Linked DNA regions of Gossypium arboreum: region 2 is linked to region 1. Evidence: chromatin contacts called from public Hi-C data. All regions are on one chromosome and are shown on one strand. Each heading gives the region's core, a stretch centred on a gene start, on an enhancer-like site or on the middle of the called end of the contact. The rest is flanking DNA. Distances are from core to core; before and after follow the strand shown. Region 1 holds the start of LOC108483932 (transcription factor bHLH49-like). Region 2 holds the start of LOC108485407.

Evidence for each region. A called contact is a pair of places that touch in the nucleus more often than the background predicts.
Region 2: a contact with region 1 is called in a Hi-C map of leaf, with 2.4 times the contacts expected there. The contact joins the promoter of LOC108485407 here to the promoter of LOC108483932 in region 1. A contact is called at or near these places in 2 of 5 Hi-C or Micro-C datasets (both in leaf).

Annotation. Positions count from the first base shown.
Region 1 is chr3:42,080,348-42,083,342 of ASM2569848v2, forward strand. It overlaps LOC108483932 (transcription factor bHLH49-like), which reads left to right and starts at 1,532. Exons shown (of 10, transcript XM_053025680.1): 1 at 1,532-2,292; 2 at 2,567-2,730; 3 at 2,974-2,995.
Region 2 is chr3:42,249,147-42,252,141 of ASM2569848v2, forward strand. LOC108485407 reads right to left here and starts at 1,393. Exons shown (of 6, transcript XM_017789238.2): 1 at 711-1,393; 2 at 550-586; 3 at 1-219. The coding sequence starts at 1,015. LOC108484321 (putative pentatricopeptide repeat-containing protein At1g13630) reads right to left here. Exons shown (of 4, transcript XM_053025683.1): 4 at 2,504-2,995.

The DNA.
Region 1 (2,995 bases), core at 282-2,781:
TACATAGATTATTACAGGTATCACTCCTAAACATCTGTCAAATTAAATTTCCATATAAAAACTTAGTAAAGTATATGGTCAACTTAAGTGGTTGGATTGAAATTCTAATTTTGAGATATAATATAATTATCTCCAACAAGAGAAAAGATGGGTGTCAAAGATTAAGATCCCTCTTTCCTTTTTTATACTACTATTTTCCATAATTCATAAATAGATCTTAGGTATACGTACATATGAACGTAGTAATGAATACAACAGAAAAAGAAAACACAAAATCAACCTAGTTTTCTACTAACAGATGCATGAGTTATAATATTTCAAGATTCGTACGATAGATATGGATATAATTCTTAACAATATGCAAGTACCATATATATACATAATATGTATATATAATTATATATAGATTGGCATAATGGCAAGTTTGAAACGTGATTTGCTTTGCTGGTTTTGCCTTTTCCCAAAAGGAGATACATTGCCAACCATGACCCAACTCTTTGCTGCTTTATTATATTGAAATATATTTAATTATAGGACACCAATCAATAGGCTTCCCTTCCAACAAAATTACAGGTGGCAACAACCCATTTGCCAGGTTCTTGGCCTCTCTTATTATCTAATTGGAGAAATTATTTACCATGGAATCTGATGCCCTTTGAGTGGTATTAGGATTTTTTTAGTTTCTTTTTATCTGTTTTCTTTGTGACAATTTTTTTTTTCTTTTTTTTGCTTTAAAAAACATAAAATAATCAGTTAATTTCTCAAATTGATAGGCCCAAAACAATTTTAACCTCGAATTATAGCACAAACTTGGAAAAATTAACTTTTGTACTGATAATGTTATTGTATTTTCCTAAAATTTGGAGGAATTTTTATATAATATTTAATTGGAGGGAAATTAGATGTATGTATGTATGTAGAAACTTTACCTTGTTGCTTTCTTCTCCAACATACCTAGTAAAAGCAACCCAATCAATACAAATCATTATCTAACATTACATGGGTAAATTAATTAATAGTGCTTAGGGTTGAGCAAAGTTTAGTTTTCTTTCTTTCTTTCTTTCTTTTTTAACTTATAAATTAAAAGTGAATGAAAGAGATTCCATTATTCTAAAGCTTAGGTCTGTGAGAATTGTAAGTCCCAATGCCAACTAATAATGACATGAGAGAAAGAGATAAAGGGGTAGTCCATCTAACTATAATATAAGGTAGTAAAATATTTGCCCACACACATTTTTATAAAATATTGTCGTAAATGTTGATCATTGTTTATTAACCATTCCTAATGCCATATTTTGATTTAAAATATCATCAAATTGGCAAGAAGGCTTGGCCTCCATTGCAACTAACACATCCACTTACCTATATTTCTGATATTGCACTTACCCTATGTATATTTATCGTTTTCACACAGTTGCCAGTTGCTACAATAAGAACAACGTCCTTGTACTTGGACCCGTTTGCCTTCATTGTCATGTCGATTTCGTCGATTGAGACCACCTTTTCCACGACCATTAAATACGTGATTCATCAAATTTCACTATGTCAATTGCCAAATTATGTAATCTATTAACTAGCATTTGTCTTCTCCATTTTACAAAGAAAAACACAGCGGAAAGATGGATAAGATAGTGAAGTTATCAAAATAGCGAAAGATGTTAATGAAAATGAAATTTTCAATAATTATTATGTCCATTGCATTGCAGGACCCCCCAATCTGGGTATCTAAATTTGAGATTTGTTCAAACAAAACTCCATTAAAGATATTGAAGCTCTCCTCCCAAAATATTTTTATAATCTAAAGTATAATAACAATAGGAGAAAAGAAAATCTTCTAATGAGAGTTGGCAGTGTCAGTTGGTTGCTCAAATGGGTATAATTATAACTAAAATTTTACTAAGTAAATTAAAGCTTTGGGTTTGAAGGAAGCCAGTGGCGGTGGTTAATGATCAAAGAGCTCTCTTTTTTATGCAAGCGTGGGTTATAAATGCAGGACCTTTGCCTTTCCTCTTCTCTCTTCTTCAAAGCAGACGAATACCCATTCTCTTTTTTGTTCTCACTCTAAATCTAAACTCTGAAGTAATAAAAGTCTCTCCTTTATTACTTTTTCTTCACTGCTTCTTTTTTGACTGTTTTGTAGCAGAGTTGCTCTGTTGCTGAGCAAAAAGAACAGCTCAAAATCATTAAAAAAAAAAAAACTAATCTTTGTGTGCCTCGGAGTGTTTAAAAAAAAGGGCCTTGAATGAGAGAGCAGAGAGAGTACAAAAAAGTAAGCACAGAATCTGGAAATGGGTATCTTTCTCTCCCCACTTTTATATGAGTTCCCTCTACCTCTCTCTTTCTGGGTTTTCTCTGCTACAACTCTTGACTAGGGTTTTGAATGAGTGACTTTATTTATAGTACTGAAATCATTGTTCTTTTTTTTTTTCTGGTTCAATTGATTGCTTCTAGTAGACTTTTAATATCTTTCCTACAGCTCTTCTTTGAACTTCCTTTTTTCCCTGTTATGTTCTGTCTTTTTTTTTGGTCTTGAAGAAAGCCTTTTTTTTTTTTGTGCAAAATTTAGGTACTCCCAAATTCCAGTTTCCAGTTGTTGCTTTGGAAATTGTCTGTTCCACCTAGTGGGGATCTTTGCTACATAATTTCACTTCTGGTGTTGGGGGATTCATTAAATGAAGTGGGGTTTTCCTTGATAATTGTTCTGAGCAGTTTCTATGGCTTTCTTTTGGGGTGGGTGAATTTCAGCCTTTTAGGATTATAACTTGTTTATATTGTAGTTTTCAGTCTCCTTGTGGACTTAGCTTGAAGCTTGTTGTTAAAGTTAATGTGGACTCAATATATTGTCAAACGATTAAATCACTTTCCCATGTGATTTGTTTTCTACCTGTCTCTTTTATGGTCTATTTAGGCAATGGTCAATTCTTAAGGTTTAGTTTCTTTTTATCAGCCTAACTTGGAACTGTTGTTGGCTAGGTGTTAAAACATACTTGTGGAG
Region 2 (2,995 bases), core at 143-2,642, 170 kb after region 1:
TAATGTACGCTTGACTGGATACATGACACGAAGGCCAGACAAGATTGGACTGTGGAGAATTACAGCCCTCAAGTGAGGCAACCGAATGGCTAGTTCTAAAGCAGGTCCACTCCCAACTGATTGCCCATACAATATTGTGTCTTGCTGTTTTATTCCATACATCTCTTCCAAGCATTTGTAAGCTGCCTCTATGTCTGCGTATGTGTCTTGCTCACTTGGCTAAACATGTGACATATATATATACAAACTCATCAGAATAGTATCTCTCAAGTCTCCGTTAATATAGAAGCTAAAAAACACCAAGGTTAACATGGAATTTTGCTACTGTACTAGGAGAAGATTGTCACATGATAATAAATACTACAAATTGACAATAAAAAAGGATTTCACTCCATGTTCCTATTTCATGTCTCCAGTCTCTCTCTCTCTTTTGACTTTCCACAATCTCATCAGACTAAGCACACGTGTTCATTCATATATCTTGGTTTAATCCTCAGTTTTTCAGAAAAATCCTACATTGAAATGAATGGATATAAGAATAGATTATACCTTTCCACTGGACTGTCCATATCCTGAGTAATCATATCTGCATCAACACAAAAAAAGAATAATTCTAAATTTGCAATTTCTGTATTTTCTCAAGGTCTTTTTTTTTCAGGGTTAATCTAAAGGAAAAATGATTGAACATTTGATATACAATTGAAACTAACCCCATAAGATTAACATTAAGGTGGACACTGAGCTCAGTGAAAATATGATACATCTGACCAATATCAGCAGCGTTTCCATGAGAATATAGCACTGTGAGTGAAGCAGATGGGTTCTTCACATACATAGCCACAATCTCGTTCCCTCTCTTGGTACTCAGCTTCAATACATCCACGTTATCTCTCTGGTAATTAACATCTGAGAACCTCATTTTCCCACTTGCTTCATCCACAGTTATGTTGTAGGAAGGCGGGTTCGGCGGGAAAAATGCAAACTTGGCTGCCATGGATGATGTTGCAGTCCCCATTTTTTATCCACAAACATAAAAAAAAAAAAAACTTTGATGGTGATTAAATGTTCTTGGTGTCACTAGTTGATGAAAATTGCATAGTATTAGACTCTTGGAGACTTAAGACTATGCTTTAGATTTGAGATTGGTTTTGTTTAAAAGACCAGAGAGTGAATGAGATAAAAGACGGAAGTGAAGATTAAGGAATTAAAGATTCTGGAATTTGGTTGTGGAGAATTTTGGCACGAAAGGGAGATTGTGAGAGGAAGCAAACATGGAAAGCATTAAGTCAGGGTGAAGAATTTCTTGTCGGTTATTAATCAAGAGTGATTTCCGGCCTCAAAAAATGGGTTCTAATTACAAAAAGTTAATATTGCAATCTTTATTTTGTTGTCTTTTCATTAATTAGTAGTAAATTTTTAGATAAATTGGGTCAAAAATTATTTTTGAATTTCGAATTCCAATTATATAAGTCCTTGCTATGCTATGATACAGTGGGCCAAGCTGTATAGTGATAATTCAGTGGCAGAAGTATTACATGTTCTATCTTCCCTGTTTTCTTGTCCTTATGGAACAGTGCTTAAGAAATAATAGGCTCAATTATAATTAAAAAGAAAAAACAAACAAACTGAATTCAATTCAAGTTTCATTTATTTTTATTGCAATCACTTGAACTCTCTATTTTCGGTCATTAAGATCAATGACAATGTCAGAATGGACAAATTGGTTAAAAAGCATGCTTGCTTAGAGTAGCCTTTTTTCCATTTCTTTTTACCAAAGCCTATATATAAGGGCTAAGGCTATAAAGTGTCCAAATTAGGCCTTTCATTCTTTAACCTAAATAGATTCCATTCAGGAGGTTGCACTGATCCACTGATGGTTAGGCAGAAAAAAAGCATTTTGAAATTTGTAGGAAATAAAAGGGGATTTTAGAATTGTTATGAACAGAAAAAGTAGATGAATGATGAAGTGGTGGGGCTAATGACCAAAGATATGTAAAAAAAGAAATTTGTATGAGGTGGGTCTAGTTTTGGCGAAAGGAGAGGGAACATTCATGATTTCATATAACTACATTTTATGATATTTGTTTGACTTTGAAGCATCCCACTACCATATTTTTAGATTATTTGGGTTGCTCAGTGAGAGCAAGAATGGCTTGGATTCAAAACCCTTTGTTTAGTTTACTTGTATCCATGGTTAAGCTTCTTGCTTTTTACAAACAGGATCTTCCTATTAACCGTACAAAATACTCGATATGCTTCTACTCTACCATGGATCATGAAATGATGAAAACAACAATAATTTGGCTTTTCTCTCCTAGTCCCACTCGATTGCGGGATTTTGGTTGTCTTTTAGCTCACAAAGTTTAGATGTCTTCTCAATGGATCCTCTATGGTGCAAGTCAGGGCTTCATGCAAACATGCAACGGAAAAGCTTTTAATCCAGATTATTATTAGTAATTCAGTATCATGACAGTGTTTTGGTTTGGACCAAAAAAAACCATGATTTCTTATAATAACTTCATTAATTTTTGTCTAAATGAGCCTCATCCTTGTTAAGCAAACCAATGGCTTACAAATTGCAATTAAAGATTCCAGATTGATGTCCTCCATCTGCATGAAACCAAATGGTCCACTCGACCCAAAAGAATCAATTACAGGCAGCAGCAAAAATCTAGTGATATTTTTGGTTGAAATCAAAGCATTTACTTTACGGGATTACTATATGTATCCGCCATTCCTCTCCAATCTGGATATGATAGCAAGTAGTAATAACTAACTTAGTGGCTAAAAGAAGAAACAGGCCATTATACTTCTCATTCTTTCATACTCACCAAGTCATAACACATAGACATGCCTCCACTTTGATAGAGCTGTGTGTTTCTTTACTCTTTAGTCTCTGGTATCCAGCCTCCAATCTCTGCCGCCTATTTTCCAATGCTCAATTGTCAAGACAGTTCACATATTCATCTTCTTCCACCCAAACCATCTTCCTAAT